3 separate regions of the Mus musculus genome follow, and regions 2 and 3 are each linked to region 1. Evidence: chromatin contacts called from public Hi-C and promoter capture Hi-C data. All regions are on one chromosome and are shown on one strand. Each heading gives the region's core, a stretch centred on a gene start, on an enhancer-like site or on the middle of the called end of the contact. The rest is flanking DNA. Distances are from core to core; before and after follow the strand shown.

Evidence for each region. Promoter capture Hi-C pulls out the DNA fragments that hold promoters and counts their contacts. Hi-C and Micro-C count contacts between places; a contact is called where the count stands out from the background.
Region 2: a contact with region 1 is called in a Hi-C map of liver, with 2.1 times the contacts expected there. The contact joins the enhancer-like site here to the promoter of Acaa1b in region 1. A contact is called at or near these places in 9 of 39 promoter capture datasets (the 3T3-L1 cell line, 3T3-L1-derived adipocytes, liver and 4 more), 7 of 484 Hi-C or Micro-C datasets (the 63-12 cell line, the AML12 cell line, B cells and 3 more), 3 of 115 datasets of contacts at active chromatin or transcription factors (bone marrow-derived dendritic cells, hepatocytes and stem cell-derived neural progenitor cells) and 4 of 9 other capture datasets (adipose tissue, embryonic stem cells, liver and 1 more).
Region 3: a contact with region 1 is called in a promoter capture Hi-C map of embryonic stem cells, with 2.4 times the contacts expected there. The contact joins the enhancer-like site here to the promoter of Acaa1b in region 1. A contact is called at or near these places in 10 of 39 promoter capture datasets (the 3T3-L1 cell line, cranial neural crest, embryonic stem cells and 4 more), 4 of 484 Hi-C or Micro-C datasets (the AML12 cell line, bone marrow-derived macrophages, nephron progenitors and 1 more), 4 of 115 datasets of contacts at active chromatin or transcription factors (embryonic stem cells, hepatocytes and microglia) and 3 of 9 other capture datasets (adipose tissue, liver and pancreatic islet).

The regions. Positions count from the first base shown.
Region 1 is chr9:119,155,078-119,158,417 of GRCm38.p6, forward strand. Acaa1b (acetyl-Coenzyme A acyltransferase 1B) reads right to left here and starts at 2,016. Exons shown (of 12, transcript NM_146230.3): 1 at 1,747-2,016; 2 at 1,514-1,607; 3 at 668-725. The coding sequence starts at 1,917.
Region 2 is chr9:119,297,058-119,300,888 of GRCm38.p6, forward strand. The region is part of intron 2 of Oxsr1 (oxidative-stress responsive 1); the gene reads right to left. Among named protein-coding and RNA genes, the nearest start is that of Oxsr1, 23 kb to the right of the region's middle. Within about 2 kb of position 1,709, at least 11 of the 459 cell types and tissues checked have an H3K27ac peak or open chromatin away from gene starts, as enhancers often do. A contact at or near this core is called in hepatocytes and liver, where this site is marked.
Region 3 is chr9:119,374,310-119,377,703 of GRCm38.p6, forward strand. Xylb (xylulokinase homolog (H. influenzae)) reads left to right here. Exons shown (of 19, transcript NM_001033209.3): 9 at 1-109. Among named protein-coding and RNA genes, the nearest start is that of Xylb, 19 kb to the left of the region's middle. Within about 2 kb of position 1,337, at least 7 of the 459 cell types and tissues checked have an H3K27ac peak or open chromatin away from gene starts, as enhancers often do. A contact at or near this core is called in embryonic stem cells, where this site is marked.

The DNA.
Region 1 (3,340 bases), core at 766-3,265:
AGATGAGGGTACAGTTAATCTGCAGAGGGACGGGGAGACCCCGAACCTCAGGCTAAGTCTAACCCTTGCCAGCTCCCAGAGGTTCTGTTTGTCTGTTGTTTGTCTGTCTATTCCTGATCTGTCACTGGCCAGTTTGCTATGACTTTTGACCCACACAGCAGGAAGGACTGAGGGAAGAGTCCTCAGCCTCCACAGAGGAGCGAATGAATCCCTGCTTCCCCAGCAGGAGAAGCCAAGAATATCAGGTCTCCTCCTCCTGGGCTCCTAGGCATGTGTGGGGTACCCCCCCAGCCCCAAGCTCCAAGCTGCTAACGACTGGAGGAGTCTGGACTTCATAGGTGCTCAGCTAAGAATGGAAGCAGACGCTGCTCAGTATAGCCATGAGATTATTTAACTCTAAAGGGGATGTCATACGTTGTCTTTGTTTAAAAGTTAGGCCACAGAGAAGCTCTAACCCAGTCCCCAAGTCCTGGATGCCTTGGCCATCGGCCCAGTGACACACCCCCTCTAAGTAGGGAAAAGGTTATGGAGAAGAGGTCAGGTCAGTGGACTTTAGTTGCCTCGATATCTTCATTCCACCTGCTCTTCCACCACACACAGATACATCCCCAGTGCCAGGGCCTTCACCAGTCACGGTGGACAACCAAGCTGGAGCCAGAGAGATTACCTCAGGAACTGGGCGATGCGTGCCATAATGGCTCCAGCCCCGGGCTGAAGCACATTGCCTGTGGATAGAAGAGCCTTCACTCAGTGCCAGGTGGTGTCCCAAGGCCTAAGGCAAAACATGCCGCAGAAAGGAGACATTTCAGATCTCTCCAAGAATCACAGCCTCTGGAGAGAGGCGCACATGAGGCTGTGGAGGCTCAAACTCTGGGGAGTGGGGAGCCAGCTACCCAACAGCAGTACAGTGCTGGAGGGCCGCCAGTGAGCTTGCCAAGGCATGCTCCTCTGATCACAGGAAAAGACGGGAGAGACTCTAGGGTAAGAGACACAGTGCAAAGCCTGAACGCTGTGGGAAGCAGGGCTGTGGTGAGGGAAGCGGGTCTGCAACTGCTCACCTGCCCAAGTGTCCTCCTCCAAGCCCTGCACCACTGCAGAGATGAGGAACAGGCTGGCACCTCCGGACAAAACTGTGTCCTACACTATGTTCTAGTTCAGGGAAAGCCTAGGGGTTAAGGCAGGGTGGGGTGAACCCATCTGCACCTGTAACCCGGGACAGGATGTCCATGTAGGTAGAGAAGCGCGTTTTCCCGCCTCCTGGGGTCTCCTGGAACATCTGGGCTTTAGAACTTCTACTTGGTGGTGCTAGGCTTTCTAGCGCCTCTCAGGTTGCCGATGTGCCATGAGGGGGCGCCCAAGGTTCTACTCTTGAGACTGGCCATCGGGAGCAGCCTGATTCAGACCTCTGTGGTCGAGAGCCCTCCCGTTCAGTAACTCAAGTCTGTGAGAAGGGAGACGGATATTCGGGAGGAGGGCGGGGGAGGGCCGGTGCAGGACCCGCAGGGGAGCTCACCCACGGAGATGTCTCCCAGCTGCTCAGGCTTTAGCTTCACGTCCTGGAGAACCGCGGTCAACACGGCCGACAGAAGCTCGTCGGGGGTGGTGTCCTGCAGGGCGAAGCGCAGCAGCGGTGAGCCCAGCTCCCGAATCCCCGCCCGGGGACTCTGCGGTCACCGGACCCCCGACGGCAGGATCCCATCCGCGCTGGCCGCCTTCTGCTCCCCTCGCCCGCCCGAGGGGCCTCACCTTGAAGCAGCCACGGCTGGCGCGGCCAATGGGAGTGCGCCGTCCGTGCACCACCACCACGTCGGAGGCCGAGGCCTGCAGGAAGCCAGCGGAGCAGGGCGCAGCTTGCAGCGCGGAGCTCGACTCGGGCCGGCCGGCCAGGTGACCCAGCACTACCTGCAGCCGATGCATCGCGGAGGTGGGTCCCACCGATTTGCCAGCGCTCTGGGCGCTCACCCCAGTGAATTAAGGACGCGGGCTTGCACAGGGCAGAGCCAATTGGAGCCTTATATTTTCAATAAGTCCTGCCTACCCATTCTGCAGCCAATCAGAGGGCGACTCTTCCTGAGTCTTCCCCCACCACCACCTCCCAGCTTCTCAAAGCAAGTCAATGAACTTCAGAACCCCTCCTTCTTAAGTTTGTCCATGTACACCTGTGATGGTGCAAGTGTGTACTGCGCAAGTTCAAGGCCAATCTGGGCTACAAAAATAAAAGAAAATGTTTTAAAATATAATTAAAAAAAAAAAAAAAGCTTGTGCACATTTTTGAAGCTCCTCCCAGAAGTGTAAACTGGAACTTTCCTCGTTTTGTAATCTACACTGTAGGCAGGACCTCAAAGTCTTGTGGATTTCTGAACATGAACCAGGAGACCTTCCTCCAAACATGGCCATGGCACACTATCAGACAAAAGTCAGGAGGTTTCTGGGACAGTGGCAACAGCTTTACACTGCAAATGGAGATAGAGGACCTGACTCTGATTCCTGTTCTATTCAGCTCTCGTCTTTCCTGGGTCCCTGGCCCTAAGCTGGATGCTTGAGTACTTGGCTGGAAGAACCCGTTCTATCAAGGCACAGAAGCAGTTCAAAGGTCTCTGAGAGTGTCCCATGTAGCATCCTCTGTATGCCTATTTGAGATGCCCTCATCAGTGCACACCCCTGCAGCACCCGCTCCCCTCGCCCCCTTAGCAAAGGTGTCTGCCAAGGCCTTGCAGTGTGCCTGAAGCATTAACTGATCAATGGCTTCCTGTTGAGTGAATGGACCGGGGCTTCCTGGATCTAGAATGTGTTACCAGCCTTAAAGAGTAAGACCGGGTTCCCCAGTCACAGTGACAGGTCAGCCCCAAACCATGGCAGTTACACAGTGTTTTCTCAGACCCCAGGGGATCCCAAAACATGAAAGGAGAGGAGGCTGGGAGAGGGCTCAGAAGGTAACGGGCTTGCCCTGCAAGTGGGAGGCCAGAGGTCAGATCCCCAGTGCACAAGGCTGGGCAGGCTTGACAAGGGTCCCATGACCTTAGTGCTCAGGTGGGAAAGGCAGAGGATCCTTGGGGCAAAGTGGCTACCTACCCCAGGCAAATCACTGTGTTCAGACAGAAACCCCATCTCAGAAAGCAGAGTAGGAAGGGGTTTAGAATGGCATCCAATATCAACCTCTGCCCTACACATAATATGCACACTCACCTGCCCGTGCTTTCCAGGGCAGGAGCACTGGAGTCTTAGACACCCAGAGGCTGATCTAGCCTTCCTGTCACCATGTCCAAGGGCACAGACTTCCTAAGTGCAGGGTCGTGTGCTCTTTAGACACCCCAGAGAGCACGCTGCACCAGGCCTCCTT
Region 2 (3,831 bases), core at 459-2,958, 140 kb after region 1:
AACATTACAAGAATCAACAGGAGCAAACAGCTAAGACAGGCAAGGATGACAGAAGAGCCCTTTGGGAGGAGCTGGGAGCTCAGTGTAGCCCTACAGACTTTGAGGAACTAGAGCAGTATGGAATTAAAGACAAGTGATATCCCACCCAGCATTTAGGAACTGAGCCACATTCACAGTCCCATTGTAATATTTAAGTATGACACAATATGTGAGAGCGATTTAAGGCACAACTGTTACACTGCCTTAATCTTGGACAGGACACCAGCAAGGCAGACAAGCTGGGTGGATCTCAGGTGGCTACCAAAAGACTGCCAAGATAACTCAGACTTCAGCGTAATCCCACACAAATGTCAAATGTCATCCCAACCCAGGGCTGAGACAACCACTGGGAAAGAACCATAAAAAAGAACAGAAAATAACTTCCTTAGAAAATCTCCATCCATACCCAAGAAAGCCCCATTTCTCCCTTTCCTTAGCCTAACATTCTTCTTTTACGTCTAGCTACAAGCTCCCAGCCCCCAACAGCTGATCTGCAAGTCTACCTCCTATTCAAGTCAGCAAAGGGTCTTAAGGTTCCACAAGTTCAAGAAGAAAATAGAACCCAGCTTGAGGTAAAAGTTGGTAGCATAAGGGCTGGAGACATGGCAGCAGTTATGAATGTATACTAGCTGCTCTTGCAGAGGACCTGAGTTCTGTTCCCAACATGTCCATTGGACAGCTCACAACTGACGTTAACTCAAAGGGATCTGCTATCTCTGACCTCTGCAGGTACCCACGTGTGTGTGCACATACCTACCACCACACAGAAACACAAACATATGCATGATTAAAACACAAAATCGGCATCAGGCCAGGTATGATGGCACATGCCTCTAATCGCAGCAGCTGGAAGGGAAGCACAGAGCGCTGTTGAGTTCAAGGCCACCTTGGTCTATACAGAGAAAAGTCCAGGCCAGCCAGGGTTACTTGGTGAATCCCTGGCTGAAAAGCAAAGAAGCAAACGGCAGCACAATGACCTGCAGAGACCTCTGACTGAGCAGGTCATACGTGTATTTATTAAGTGACTGCTGTACCAACTGTGTCACACCCAACTGCTAACCACTACAAACCTTCATAAAACCTGACAGTCTGGTAAAAAAGTTAAAGAATACCATGACAACAGAAAAATAGCTTAATAAAAATCAAAAGAGTCCACTAGAGAGGCACAAAAAGTAAGAGGCACAACCAGCAAGCTCTCTGAAGTCCTACCGCACTGACAGTGAAACCCTCTTGATTGTTTAATTCCCTGGAACCAGGGGTCATTTTGAGTATATTAAAAATTTAGCATATATATATAATATATATATATATATAAGATGTATATGTTATATATATAACATATGTATATGATATATATATATGTGTGTATATATATATATGTAAATATATATTCACAAATCACTCTGGCTGCAATTTAGGAAATAAATGAAGACTAGAGACAACTACTCTCCATACAACAATAGATAGCTCAGTCTTAGGTATAGACCTATGGTTACATTCATATTAGAGAAGTTGAGAGAGCAGCAGGACTCTTACAAATCTTCAACCTTAGAACTGTCTATAAAAGTTTAAAACCCAGTGATAGAGCGCTTGCTTAGCACACATCAGGCCAAGGTTCAATTTCCAGTTTCAAGAAGTTAAAAAGGCAATATACGCCAAAGGGAGGAGCCAAAAGGTGAAGAGGAGCTGTAAACAACAGACTTGGAAGCTGGCTGAGGCGGGTGGTGAGAGAAAGGACTGGACAGCAGTGACAAGCAGTATGAAGGCCTGGGGACAAGCTGCAGCTTTACATGGTAGGCTACATTCTGAGCTGTAACTTGAGAAACTGCTTATTTCTAGAGGTTTCTAGCAGGAGACTCCCAAGGACAGTAAAGACTGACAGCCTAGGCTCCTCAACAACCCTCCTCCTCCCGAGGCGTAGAATCTCCTCCCCCCTCCATAACACCTGTTCCAGTTACGCTTCTCTTCTGAATAGACACAAATGCCATGCAAGCATCTATCACCCTCACTTAATTCTCCAACAATCTCCTTAACCACCTATCAAGTCTACCCTTGCCGACGAGATTGCTCCTTCAACGTGTTTCACAGTCAGCCAAGCCTTCCTTCCTTCTTTTCTCTCATGTTTTAAAAATGGGGTCTGCCTGTAGACTAGGCTGGCCTGGAACTCAGTGATCCACCTGCTTTTACCTCCTGTGGATGGGATCAGTGCTATGCACGCCCACGTCGTGCACAACTTTATTTACTTAATTTATTGGTTAGGCTTGAACCTAGAGCCTCACATGATAGACAGGCACTGTACTGTGTCTTTAGCTTTTAAATTTGTCCCCACCATTCCCCCCCCCCTTTTGTTGTTGCTGTTGTTTTGACACAGAGTTTCTCTGTGTAGTCCTGGCTGGCCTGGAACTTGCTTTGTAGACCAGGCTGGCCTAGAACTCAGAGATCCACCTGCCTCTACCTCCCGAGTGCTGGGATTAAAGGACTGAGTCACCACCTTCCCCGCTCCATTTCTTTTTTTAAGGTAATTTTATTTATTAATTTTTTATGTGCACTGGTGTTTGGCCTGGATTCATGTCCATGTGGGAGTTGGATCACCTGAAAACATGGGTTACAGACAGTTGTGAGCTGCCAAATGGGTTCTGAGAATTGAAGCTGGGTTCTCTGGAAGAGCAGCTACTGCTCTTAACCACCGAGTCATCTCTCCAGTCCCTCCCATTTCTTTCTTAATGATGGCTTTTATTTGCTTATGAAACTCACCTTGATTTCTATGATTTACACAACTTTCCATTCAGACAACTGAGTCAGTTCTTCATCCATATAGAATAAATAAACCATGCCTCAAGAAGTTCTTGTACCAATGCTAACAAATTTTTCATCTGTGAAGTTTGACACTTTTATTCTTCTGCCACTATTACTAACTACATATAGGGACCCCATTGCCTCTGTGTCTTGTCTAGTGAAAAGTTAACTGTGAGTTGTAAATTATTTATAGGTCCCCCTCCAAATATATAAACACTGAAATGAAAACAAAACAAACACAACAACAACAACAAAAGTAGTCAGGAGGTGGTGCACTAGAGAGGCAGAGGCAAGCAAATCTCTGAGTTCCAGGCCAGCCTGGCCTACAGAGTGAGTTCCAGAACAGCCAGGGTCCCCAGAGAAACCCTATCTCAAAAAACAAAAAACAAACAAAATAACCTAGTAGGTTATTGGCCTTATGACCTAAAACTAATATTAAAAAGAAGAGGACCTAAGCTGAATGCTAGAGTTTACCTAAAGCTACATGACATGGCCTGATAACCCCAGCACTAGGAAGAAGAGATAATTGGGTCTCTAAAGCTCACGGGCCAACTAACCTTCCCTAACCTGTTAGCTCCATGCCAATGACAGATTCTGCCTCTAAAACAATGTTTAGGGGAACTAGCTCAGCAGTTAAGAGCACAGTTGCTCTTTCAAAGGACTTGGGTTTGCACCACCATGGTGTCTCACAAGCCTCAGCAACTCCAGTCCCAGGTGGCCCAGTGAAGTCTCTTCTGGCCTATGGGAGCACCAGGCAGGCACACAGCACACAAACATAGAGGCAAACACCCATATACATAAAGAGTGTTTTTTTCTTAATTTTAAAAACTGGGATCTTTAAATCAAAAACAAAAGCCACTGCTGACAGCTGCCAAGGAAAGATGCCCAGCCTGACCTCTGACCTTCAGACACACAGACACAGACACACATACTTCTAGTTTCCTGGTTTCTACAGGTACTCCAAGTTGAGCACAAATTTAGACATGTCAAGCAGGG
Region 3 (3,394 bases), core at 87-2,586, 220 kb after region 1:
GAATCTGTTGCAGATCCAGGAAAAAGTCTGGTCCCAGGCTTGTCTGGATGTCTGTGCTCCCCATTTGGAGGAGAAGCTGGGCTCACCGGTCCCTTCCTGTTCAGTTGTGGTAAGTTGTCTCTCCAGAAGTGACTTCAGTGTGGCTTTGGGCACTGCTGGTGAAGCCTAGGGTCATGCACACGCACACACACACACACACACACACACACACACACACACATACACACACGCATATACACACACACACACATACACAAGAGAGAGAGAAAGAGAGAGAGTTTTCACTTAAGCCTAAGTGCGGCAGCATTTGAAATTAGTCAGAATATCTGAATACTGTAGTAGTGTTCAAGTACCTGGCTAGGTTCCCAAGCTCTCTGAGGGGCTTCTGGGTGACTGCACCCCTAAGGATAAACGTGCAGAGTGCTGAAGTTCTGGGCACTAGCATGGAAACTTGCATCATGTAGGGTATGGAAAACAGATACTGAGCATCTGACAGACAGAGTACAGGCGCTGGGGTCACACAGACAGAGATTAAACCCTGGCTGCACTCATACCCTCCTGGTTTTGGCTTATTGTTGTTGTTTTGAGGCAGGGTCTCTATATAGCCTAAGATGGCATGGAACTTGTGTAGACCAGTCTGGCCTAGAACTCAAAGAGACACCTCCCCCCCACCCCCCCACCCCCCGCCTCTGCCTCGTAGTGCTGAAATTAAAGGCTTGTGCACCACCATACCTAGCTTGCTTGGCCTACCTGGGGCCACCCATTTGGAATGGATACGGGCTGTGAACAGCCAAGTGCATTCTGTTTGGCTGACCCTGTTCTTGGCTGTAGGGAGGATCATGAGACTTCATTTACAGCAGCCAAGGGGGAGTTAGTTGTCTCATCTCATGTGCCCCTGTGTGGGGTCCACCAATGTGGACGGGTGGATATCAAGTTACCTTGTCGAATGAAGAAGAGGAGAAGATACAATGGGGGGTGGGGGTGGGGGAGACTCTTTGAGTTCTAGGCCAGCCTGGTCTACACAAGTTCCAGGCCATCTTAGGCTATATAGAGACCCTGGCTCAAAACAACAACAATAAGCCAAAACCAGGAGGGTATGAGTGTAGCCAGGGTTTAATCTCTGTCTGTGTGACCCCAGGGCTGCTCACCCACAGGGGACAAGCAGGGAACAGTTGCTCACTCACAAGTGAGACCCTGTCACAGAAAAACAACCAACCAAAAAGTTAAGCTTCAGTTATCATGGGTCACTAGGGGTCAAACCCCAAGTCAGTGGTCGGGCTTGACTGTTGAAGTGTGGGAATTTTGCTTTTATTTTTGGGGTTTTGTGTGTACACTGAGCCCCTGGAATGTTACCACCATCTGTGGCCTTTTCTTTCATGTGAAATGGAGAATGCAGGCTTTGCTTATGTAAAGCGAGAATGCCATTAAGGAGTCTTTTTAGAGGCAAGTGTTAGAGTAACAGGAAAGAACCGGTTCTGAGAAAATGTGTTTCCACTTATTGACCAAATGCGGATGAGAAGTCACTGGCTTCACGGGGTGTCACCTCTGTTGGAATCAAACTTTCCATGTTGGGGCCTCCCTGACTCCCTGACTGTCCCGTGAGTGTGTAGGGCAGTCATCATCAGAGAGGCACAGGAGCCTGTGAGTGAGCAACTGTTCCCTGCTTGTCCACTGTGAGTCAGTCCTCGGGACCTACCCCAGCTTTTAGAGGTTCCTCTGTGGCTCCCGCCCCATTGCCTTTGGGGTGCCCAGTGTGACAAGGCTCCCTTAAGCTCCTGCCTTCTGGTTTTCTCTGCGTCCCTAGGTCGCTCCTCCATGTTAGCCTGCTCACAGGCCCCATCAATCACATTCTAGCGTCTGAGGCAACCTAGGTCAGAGCCGTTTATTTTCCCAGAGGATGGGTCGTTCTGTTGAAAACTCAAAACAATGATGGATGGAAATTTTTTTTCTTCTCCTAGTAGGGGAAACAATATCTTTAAAAAATATGTTTTTTTGAGTCAATCTACTATGACTCATACTGGCCCATTACTATGTAGTCCAGAGTGGCCTTGAATTTATGGTCATCCTCCTGTCTCAGCTTCCTGAGTTGGGATTATAGGCATCAGCCATCATGACTTTTGTTTGTTTGTTTCTTGCTTTCTCTCTCTCTCTCTCTTCTTTTCTTTTGCTCTCTCGCTCGCTCACTCTCTTGCTTGCTTTTTTATTCCCCCGAGACAGGGTTTCTCTGTGTAGTCCTGGCTGTCTTGGAACTCACTCTGTAGACCGGGCTGGCCTTGAACTCACAGAAATCTGTCTGCCTCCGCCTCCTAAGTGCTGGGATTAGAAGTGTGTGCCACCACTGTCTGGCTTTCCCTGCCCTTTTTAACTACTTTCTAAAGAATACTTTTGTGGGAGAGATGGGCTCTGATCTTGATTTAAAGGAATCCTTTATTATTATTATTATTATTATTATTATTATTATTATTATTATTATTGGTTTTTCGAGACAGGATTTCTCTGTGTAATACTGGCTGTCCTGGAACTCACTCTGTAAACCACATTGGCCTCAAACTCAGAGATCTACCTGCCTCCACCTCACCACCACCATTATTAATAGTATCACGATGATGATGAGGAGGAGGAGGAAGAGGAGGAGGAGAAGGAAGAAGAGGAGATAGGGTCTCTGGTATCTCGGGCTGGCCAAGAACTTGCTGTGTAGCCAAGGATAACCTTAAACTTCTGACCTGTTATCTCTGTCTCCTGAGTCCTAAGATTACATGTATACCACCATGCCTGGTTTAGATTTTTTTTTTAGATTTGTGTGTATGAGTGGTTGCCTACATGTCTATGTGTGTGTAGTGCCCACAGAGTCCAGAAGAGGGAATCAAATTCCCTGGAGGTGGAGTTACAAGTGGCTGAGCCACTGTGGATGCTGGGACCTGAACCCAGGGCCCCTGCTGCAGCAGCAAGTGTTTTAACTGCTGAGCCATCTCCGGAGCCCCTTCCCATTCTGGGTTTGCCTGATGCTGGGACCACATGCAGTGTTTTGTTAGTTGAATGCTGGTTGGGCATTCTGCTAAATGTGCTAGACCTCTAATCTACCCCCATTTTCTTTTCTTTTTTTTTCTTATTTTAAAGATTTGTTTATTTTATGTATATAAGTATACTGTCGCTGTCTTCAGACACACCAGAAGAGGGCATCAGATCCCATTACACATGGTTGTGAGCTGCCGTGTGGTTACTGGGAATTGAACTCAGGACCTCTGGAAGAGCAGTCAGTGATCTAAACCTCTGAGCCATCTCTCCAGGCCTAATCCCATTTTCTTGAGGCAGTCTCATGTTGCCCAGGTTGGCCTTGAGCTTCCTATCTAGTTGAGGCTAGCCCAAGCTGACTCTGAGGTTAGTTTTCTTTAGA